Regions from separate parts of the Macaca mulatta genome. Here region 2 is linked to region 1. The links are chromatin contacts, called in public Hi-C maps. All regions are on one chromosome and are shown on one strand. Each heading gives the region's core, a stretch centred on a gene start, on an enhancer-like site or on the middle of the called end of the contact. The rest is flanking DNA. Distances are from core to core; before and after follow the strand shown.

The links. A called contact is a pair of places that touch in the nucleus more often than the background predicts.
Region 2: a contact with region 1 is called in a Hi-C map of prefrontal cortex, with 6 times the contacts expected there. The contact joins the promoter of CISD2 here to the promoter of UBE2D3 in region 1. A contact is called at or near these places in 5 of 14 Hi-C or Micro-C datasets (blood, fetal cortex germinal zone, fetal cortical plate and 2 more).

What each region holds. Positions count from the first base shown.
Region 1 is chr5:112,193,860-112,198,690 of T2T-MMU8v2.0, forward strand. It overlaps UBE2D3 (ubiquitin conjugating enzyme E2 D3), which reads right to left and starts at 1,392. Exons shown (of 8, transcript NM_001261204.1): 1 at 1,279-1,392; 2 at 337-488. The coding sequence starts at 360. It overlaps LOC106998434 (a long non-coding RNA gene), which reads left to right and starts at 1,463. Exons shown (of 3, transcript XR_001444887.3): 1 at 1,463-2,039; 2 at 3,207-3,333.
Region 2 is chr5:112,234,163-112,239,086 of T2T-MMU8v2.0, forward strand. It overlaps CISD2 (CDGSH iron sulfur domain 2), which reads left to right and starts at 2,299. Exons shown (of 3, transcript XM_015138895.3): 1 at 2,299-2,534. The coding sequence starts at 2,432.

The DNA.
Region 1 (4,831 bases), core at 142-2,641:
CTGGAGCGTCTCTCCGCAATTCGGACCCCCAGAAGAACTCTTAAGCAGCAAAAAAATAAAATAATAAAGGCGCCTTAAGTCACTCTCCTCCACCCCTAATTTGCACCGATTCCACTGAAGCACACTCATAACATCTCACTTGCCACAAGTGTTCTCCGTTCCCTAACTTTAACCTTCATTTCTTCAAGTATATCCGCGTTCTCCATCCCCCCCAATGGAAGAAGTGATCCAACTAGTATTTTCAGAATTATGCTTCTTTTCCACCCCCACGCTTTCCTCTTGGCCCGAGCCTTCCTTTTCTACTACCACCCCAATTCCCTTGTCCCCGCGGGTTACCTTATTAATCCGTTTCAGCGCCATAGTGTGTGCTTGTCGTCTGGCTCCTCACTCTCTCGGTGTATGCTCAAAGGTCCGGCCAAAACTCTTGATTATCCCGGCGGCGGGGCAGGATTGTCTCGTCTCACAGCGGCTCTGCCAGACACAGGCGCCTTTTGCAAAAACGGAGCAGATCAGCACTCGCACAGGCCCCGGAGAGCCCCTGATGAATCCAGGTCCCTTAAGGCGGCCGCGATCCGGGGTGGGTGGGGTGGCGTGGCAAAGCCACCAACAGCCTCAGTACTGTGTTTTCGGCCCGAAGTGGGGGCGAGGGTGACGGGAAGAGCGGAGGTGGTGGCTACAAGTTTAACTTCCCGGCCTCTAGAAAGGAAGAGACCCGGGTGGGAGAGGAAGAGGCGTAGGAGAAAGGGGTGGGTGCGGGGCAGGGTCCGGAGCCCAGCAGAGGAGGAGCCGGGGCCTAGTCGGCGCTATACCGGCGTCACTAGGGCAAAGAAAGGCAAGGGGGGAGGGGGAAGCAGAAGACTCCGGACGGACGCCGGGCTGCTTTTGGTTTCTGCCCAAAGGTGCGGCCGGGTAGGGGAAGGAAATAAAGGAAGGGAGGTTTGATGTGTGTTGCTGTCCTCGCAGCGAGCTATTCTGTGTCGCCTCTGACGCCACCGTACACTCACTCCGCCTCCCAGCGCGCTCCCGCGCGCGCCCGCCCAGCCACCTCCACCACGCGCCCGTGCTGTCCCTGAGGCTCCGGCTTAGGCGCGAGGACGCGCCCATTCCCCCTCCTCCTCCAGCAGGAGAGGCCGCGGCTTCTCCAGCCTTCCCACCCTACCCCACCGCACCCAATAGGCTGGCCGCTCAAGCCGCCCAGGGCCCGCACTACCCCTCTTACCCGGCCGGCCACTGGGCCGGCCTCCCTTCCCTGCCCTAGCCGTCCACACCCACGCGTACAGAGGGGCCGGGGCCTCCCTCAAGCTGCGGCCTCGGCCTCCTCCCCGCGCGGCAGCTGGTGCCTCCCCGGCCCTACGGGGCTCACGCGCACGACACAGCCACAAGATGTCCGCTCTGACGGAACTACTGCCAGCTGCCACGCTCCGCCCCTCCCCCTCCTCCTGCCTCTTCACCGCCGCGGATCAGTCCGCCAACGCCGCCGTCGCGAGCACAGGACCGATGTGAGGCCGAAGCCAGACGGCTTGCTTCCCACGTCCGGGGCCGAGTGAATACGTGCCAAGCCCTTTTCCTTCTCCTTCTCGGAACAGCACCTTCTTACTAAACAGATCGGAGATTGGACCAGAAGGGCGGGGGAGGGAGGCGGATCATGGGCTGGGGGAGGGTAGACGAGTGGCGGAAACCCTTAGGCTCAGAGAAGCATCGAGAACCGGAAGGAGACCATGGGAGGAAGGTAAAGGAAGCTGCCGCTGCGCGATCCAGCCCCACGCCCCTCCCCACAGCGTCCCCCAGTTTCCTCACTTGGTATTGAGGAGACGACTCTCGCGAGAACTTCGTGGCTGGCTAACCGAAGCGGTACCTCTGCAATGACTTAAGAGCAGTTTTGTGCGCTCTTCTTGACGGGGTTCCGCCCCCAAAATGTACAAGATCTCGCGAGACGCAGTAAGGCACCGGCTCGAACTGGGGCGGGCCACTGCCAGGAAAGCACCGCCCCTGAATGCTTATACCGGTGGTTGGAAGAGGAAATGGAATTCCCCGGACTGGTAAGAGCGCGCGCAGACACAGCCCTCTCTCACGCGCCCAATCAGGAGTGTGTGGTGGGAGGTGCCAAGGATTAATTACCAGATACCTTTAGTTTAGGTTGGGCCGGGATTTTGAGGTTTCCGGTGGAACAGGTGAGCAGTATTTACTCGCCTGCCTTCCTGGGCTGGTTATTCTATGGGAGTAGGCGCCCCTCAAGATGGGAATAGCAGTTTTAAATAGACCCAGGTTGGCCGCTCATCAGCGCTCCCACGTGCTGAGGTCTAGTGTCTCTCTGACACTGAAGGAGCAGTACAGAGAAGAGCAGGGATCGGGCTGACTCAGGCTCAATTGAGTGGATGAGGCTAGGGCAGAGTGTTAGGGGCAGGGTTTTCACTCGTCTCCGTAATCAGTCGCTGCCATCCGCCAAGGTGTAGATGTGGGAACAAGCTTAAATTCTCTACCTTTAGCTTCTGTTGCTGTGTTTCAGTTCTTGAGCCAGAAAGTGTTGAGACTAATTAAGAAATTAGGTAGAGTTTAGAGTCAGAAAAACAAAACAATACTTCCTGAAATATCCAAGTTGGGAGGTGGGATTTACATGAATAGGACTGGCCTGTTTTAGTCAAGGGCTTAAAGTATAGAGAGGGCAGTTATGCTCTCTAGTGTATCCTTCAGGCAAAAGAAAGACCTTATTTTTATGAGGAATTTAAAGGTGGGTAAGCACTGACCAGCTTAAGGTTTTCTAATATTCCTTAATGACCCCAGTTACCGAAGTGGAGATCTTCAATCACATGGAAAAATAAACTTGTTTTAAAAATACACTTAATTTGAAAACTGTTGCAGAAAGTTTTACCTAATAAAAACAACACGTCAACAATGATGAATATAAGTGGTCTAATGTATACTGTTCAAGTGGCTATGTAGTGTCACTAGTGAAGCAGTGCTTCTCAAACTAACGTCCATAGGAACCACCTGGGGTTTTGTTGAAAATGCGGCTTTGATTTGGTAGGGCAGAGGTGGAGCCTGAGAGCCTACATTTCTAACTAGCGCCCAGGTGATACAGATTTTTCTAGTCTGAACCACCCCGTGAGTAGCAACGCCCTGAAGTGCTTACCTCATGGCCTAACTGCTCTTGAGGCTCACCTCTGGCCCCTCCCTCCTCCCTGAATAATCTATGTTTTCTCTCCTAGCTAGCCAAATATACTAAAAGCACAGGACTAGGCATGAAGGTGGAGGGAGGAACCCAGATTTGTTATTGCTTCCCATTTGTTTGATACTGGCCTGGTTATTTTCTGACCCCGTTTCTTCACCGCCAAAGTAAGTAATAATAACTATCCTTTCTCATAGGGTGATTGTGGGGTTTAAGTATCATAATATATGTGAAAGGATACTGTAGTCTCTACAGTGTTGTATAAATGTCAGTTATTAAAGTAACCAGAAAGACATTAACTGGCCATAGTGTGAAACAAATGTATAGTAGTAATAATGGTCACGCCTAGTAATCCCAGCACTTTGGGAAGGCTGAGAGGGGTGGATCATATGAGGTCAGGAGTTTGAGACCAGCCTGGCCAACATGATGAAACCCCATCTCTACTAAAAATATAAAAATTAGCTGGGTGTGGTGGCAGGCGCCTGTAATCCCAGCTGCTCGGGAGGCTGAGGCGGGAGAATCGCTTGAGCCTGGAAGGCAGAGGTTGCGGTGGGCCGAGATCACACCACTGCACTCCAGTCTGGGCGACAGAGTGAGATCCTGTCTCAAAAAAAAAAAAAAATTCCTAATATATATGGAGTTCTAGAGTATCCATGCTTATAAAGGCAATGGATTGTGTAATCACAAACTCATTTTTGTTAGGCACTAAAGTAAATTCATTGGTTGATTGGGCTTTCTGTTTACACATGTTTGTATTTGCATTAGTGGACTTACATTTCTGCTCACGTTTTGCCATGGTTAAAATCAAAAGAAACAGCCTAGAAGCATTTTGATGCCTGATAAAGCAGGCTAAGATTAAGTCAAATTTTTAAACATTATTCACATACCTGTTGTTACAAAGAGCCCACTTTACAGTGGCAAATAAAGTTAAAACATTTTCATTCATTTAACTTACTTGAATTACCATGGTAGAAATGTCCTCATTTGAAACAAGAAAGGAAAATAATCATGTTTTCTATATTGCAATCGGAAATATGCTAAAAAGAAAAAAATTCTGGCTGTAAATACTGAAAGAAAAATTTACATTTAGAAATTAATAAAGGTACAAAAATGTTGAAAATTTAATTAACTAAAAATAATCCCTTCCTTAATACTATTTTGAAGTCCTAAAAACTTTGTAAATATAGTGGATCAGATTATCTTGCATGAATTGACATAAAACATGAGAAAATACAAAGGATCAAGACAATTAAAGCTGGGCTGCTGGCTCACGCCTGTAATCCCAGCACTTTGTGAGGCCAAGGTGGAATGATCACTTGAGCCCAGGAGTTTGAGACCAGCCTGGATAACGTAGGGTGACCCGATCTCTACAAAAATAATGAAAAAATTAGCCGAGCTTGGTGGTACATGCCTAGGGTCCCAGCAATTTGGAAGGCTGAGGCGGGAGGATTGCCTGAGCCTGGGAAGTTGAGGCTGCAGTGAGCTGTGATTGTGCCACTACACTCAAGCCTGGTGACAGAGTGAGACCCTGTCTCAGAGAAAATTACTAGTAAATGGGCAATTAATCTACTAATCTGAATAATGGTGGTGTGCCAGGGTCTTAATATTACATGAATTTTTCAGTGAGGCCACATTATTATAACTTGAGTAAGGGGTTAATTAGAA
Region 2 (4,924 bases), core at 1,049-3,548, 41 kb after region 1:
GTTGCTTTAAAAAATTCCTTTTCTCAGTTTAAAATGCCAAGGGGAAAAATGAACTCAACACAGCATGTCTTGCCCTTGTCAAGATGACAGATCCTCTAAGAGAAGAAACGAATAGGTAATGGCCTTTTCCAAGATTTTCTTCCCCTAATGCACCCCACTTCCAACCTACCCCTACCTCAACTAGGGTATCCAGTTGTACCCAAAGGTGCTTCTGCATTAGATCCACAGAGATTAAAGATAACAGCTAACAGAATAGTCCAGAGGACAAGGATATTCAAGTTCCATCATCTTCAGGATAAAAAAGCTCCAGGGTTTACCCCCAAACTTAAAGCTCTCTAAAGGAAATCCATCGACCTTTTAAACATCACTTTGTATATATCATCTTCTGTACTGCCCTAGCTCAAAAACATAAACATGTATCTAAACATCTTTGTAGCATTTCCATTGTAAATTTTACTTTAACAATTTTGAACATGTTATAATGATAGAAAATTATTTAATCTAGATTTCGGTCAACTCTATTACTGACAGTTATTCTTTTTTAGTGAAGGACAATCACAAACACTAAATTTATACAGTCCAGAGACTAAAAGATTGCTTTAAAAAATTTCTTCCTTTTCTCACTGTAAAATAAAAATACCAAGGGGAAAAATAAAAAGTATTTATTATAACTGGCTGTTACACTGTCATACACAATGAAACACTGGACCATGAGCAGTTCGTTATTACATGTTGTTAGTTAAGTGTAGAACTGTAAATAATGAGGCACGTTATTAAGATATCACAAACATTATCCAATCAGCAAGTGCACGACTTCGGACATTTTGACTTCAGCCAAAATATGAAACAAAGTCATAGCAAGAAAGTTATTTCAAGGGACTGAAATTTTCTCCTCCTACCCTTCAAATCTTTTAGAGATATTAATAAAAACAACTATCCAGCCTGGGTGGATATAATGGGACTCCATCTACATACACACAAAATTTTTAAAAATTAGTTGGGTGTGGTAGCACACGCCTGCAGACCCAGCTACTTGGAAGGCTGAGGCAGAAGGATCCTTTAAGCAGGAGTTAGAGGCTGCAATGAGCTATGATCTCACCACTGCACTACAGCGTGGGCGATAGAGCGCGACCTTGTAACAACAACAAAAAAATTAAAACCTTCAGGAATACTTTAGATCAAGCTTGCCCAACAGGATGGCTTTGAATGCCACTCAATTTGTAAACTTTCTTAAAACATTATGAGATTCTTTTTTAAAAGCTCATTAGCTACTATTAGTGTTAGTGTATTTTATGTGTGGCCCAAGACAATTCTTCTTCTTCCAGTGTGGCCTAGGGAAGCCATAACATTGGACCCCCTGCTCTAGACTTTAGCAGAAGCCTTGCAACATAAAGAAAACAGTACATGAGACTTTAGACTCTTTTTTTGTTTTGTTTTTCTTTTTTGAGACAGAGTCTTGCTCTGTTGCTCAAGCTAGAGTGCAGTGGCACATTCTCGGCTCACTGCAACCTCCGCCTCCCTGGTTCAAGCGATTCTCCTGCCTCAGCCTCCCGAGTAGCTGTGACAGGCACCCGCCACCGCGCCCGGCTAATTTTTGTATTTTTAGTAGAGACGGGGTGTCACCATCTTGGCCTGGCTGGCCTCGAACTCCTGACCTCGTGATCCACCCGCCTCGGCCTCCCAAAGTGCTGGGATTACAAGCGTGAGTCACCACGCCCGATCGGCTTTAGATTCTTTTACCACTTTCCCGAAGGGAAAGGAAGTGAAAATATCTAAGGAAGGACTACTACGAATCTTATCTGAGTGGCAAAAATCAGAGAAGGTTTTGGAGCCAGGACTGCAGTTAAGTTGCCAAGGGGCAGAGATGTAAGCAGTTCCTGGTTTAGTTAAAATATTTTAATTTTTATTTTTTTAAGCCTGGCTTTTGGGGTGAAAGAGTAAACTTAGGCACAGGGGTCTGGGTAGGGCGAGGATACTCATGGACGAGTATGCAACCCTAGGGCCACAGAACCCAAACCGTAGGGGAAGAGGCGGGGCGAGAGGGGACGAAGTGGAGACAGCAAGAGACTCACTTTTGAAAGGCACTTTCCGGTTAGAAAGCACTCTCACATGCTTAACTCATCGTACACAGTATCCTTTCTGCGGGTCTCCAGCATCTACAGACGTTAAAGGCCCAACAGGGTGGCCACCTTCATACAAGATTCCGAGGAGGGCCTAGCTACCCGCCGGTTCCCGCGGCTCGGCAGTCCGCCGCGAGCGTACGTCACTCGCCCTCCGCCAATCGGCGCCCGGCAGGTCACCTCTCCTCCCAGGGCCCGCCGCCCAGGCCGAGGCCGCGAGTGCCCGCCGGCCGCTTCCGCTCTCGGCGCAGGCGCTGCAGCTTGGCCAGAACGGAGGGGGCTCAGGAGAGGAGTGGACGCCGCTGGCCAGGATGGTGCTGGAGAGCGTGGCCCGCATCGTGAAGGTGCAGCTCCCCGCATATCTGAAGCGGCTCCCAGTTCCTGAAAGCATTACCGGGTTCGCTAGGCTCACAGGTAATCCTCCCCGATCAGCCAGTCCCCATCCTTGCACGCTTGCCAAGCGGGGGAAGGAGGCGTAAAAATCCTAGGGCCAAGGGGCGGAACGGAGTTCGGCGCCTGGCACGTGATCCCCGCGCGCAGAGGAAGGTGGGCGCGCGCAGGCGCAGCTCTCTGGGGAACGCCTGTGAGGCTGCCTCCAGGTGCTTGAAGTGCCAGTCTTTTGTCCTCGGAGTTGTCTCCGGTGTCATTCCGTGGCAAGATACCAGGTTTTTGCAGAGAAGGTGCTGGAAGGTGCTGAGTTGGGAGCAGGCCAGTCTCTTTCATCTCCTGCCCTGCTCATCGCTCTCTGTAGCGTACTTGTTTATTTTAAAGCGAGATAAGTCGTTATCTAAGGCCTCATGTAACAGGCAGCCCCAGCTATCGGCTGGGTTGTAGCCTCAGCGTGTGGGTTGGGTGGGAGTGTGTGGGAGAGAAATATAGACTTACACGTAACACGTATATGACCGTTTTATTTAGTTACGAAATTAGGAGATAACCTCCATTCCCTCACGTTAGAATTGACCTATCATGGGGGTATTTGAGGTCACCTCCGTTTCTAGGTCCCGGGGCCTGCTGAGGGAACTTAAGTTGGAAGAAAGGTACCTTACCCAAGAAAGTATTCGAAGGCCGGTATGGGGGTGAAATCTTAGAAAATGAATTTTAGTGAATATATGTAACGTTCTATACTTAAGGGCCCTCACTTAACCCACAGAACTCATGAGGATTTCACATCTAAAGGATGAAAATCTCCAGAATGCAGTCAACACTCGGGAGATGGTGTTGAGTTACAAGCATTTCATTGTTAAGAGGGATATTTCTAAACGGAACTCAGACCGAGTTTGGTTGTAAGGGGGATATTTCTAAACGGAACTCAGACCGATGGTGAAGACATCAACAAGTATTGAACTCCTGTGTCCTAGGTTATCAGGAGTGCAAACATTAATTAAGATAAGCAGTGAGCTGAGATCCGGCCACTGCACTCCAGCCTGGGCGGCAGAGCGAGACTCCGTCTCAAAAAAAAAAAAAAAAAAAAAAAAAAAAAAAAAAAAAGATAATTCTGAGGTAAATAGGGTTGCTTCGCCGCGAACGTTCTAAAGATCCATAGTACCTGACCTAAAATACAGCAATCGCACCGCTGTCTGGTAGAAGAAAAATAAGATTTGTGTAGACTAAAATATAGAACTGATACCAAATTAACCAAATTAGTGAAGGTTATTGGGAGGTGAATTTCAGTCTAAGGAAGATTTTTTTTTTAATTAAAGAATGCTTTCCCCAAACAAATGTGGTGCTTTGGTAATAGCCCCTCTCAAACATGAAGAAAACAAACAAAAAGACTCTGGTGGTGGGTGGTCGATAGATTTAGAAGGGATAAACTAGATGACAAATTCTCTTCCAAATCTAGAGATCAATAGAATTATGCTCAGACAGCCGCTCTGTTGAGTGGATTGTGAGATTTTAATATTTTTTAAATATTAAGAGTTTTAGTAGAAAATATGCAATTGAATAGAAAGCATGGTAACAATAATAAACATTAAAAAGGAACATCTAAACATCAGAAGCAATGCAAAAGTAAAATAAAATGAAAAACGTTTCACATCAAGTGTTTATAAACATCAAAATCTTTTGATCCTACCAGTTTACTCTGACAGAATTGCAGCAATTCCATACAATTTTGACTTTCCCCACTTCTTTTACTTAAGTAACTTACATATTTTAATGTAATGCTCATTTTTTCCCTGACAACTAAATGCTGATTTTAATTTTAACATCACAATGGGCCTAACTATTCATTCCCTTACAACTGGAAATTAGAAATGTTTCTATTTTTTAAAATTCACTATGTAATAGTTCATTGGCAAGTAAGCAAATACCAGTTGTCATATTTCTCCCTTTTGGATGTCTTCACTTAAATAGCAATACCAGGCCAAAACGGTATTGACCTGGTTTTTGTGACATTTGTACCCTTTTGTCAACTTACCTTCTTACTAATTTGCATAAGTTAACTGTTGAGTTTTTAACGGTCAAGAAAGGAAAACGTCCAATGAATTACGTATATTTTTTCCAGATGGTGGCTGCATTTATATTAGTTTCAATTTTCTGTAAATCAAGTATAATTGAAGAAAATTAGAAAGTATGAAACTAGATTTAATGGCTAGATTTTAGAAGTGTGCTTTCTTTTCTCGAGGATCCCTAGTGTCAACAAATATTTAATTCCTATTAAAGACATTAAGAAAACTCAACCAAAACTTTTTCCCTCTTAAATCAAGAATATATAGTAACTTCCTCTTTAAAGTTGTTAAATATTTAATATGAAGACTGATTCTCAGAAATAATGACCATTCTGAGAAGTATTTTAATAACATACA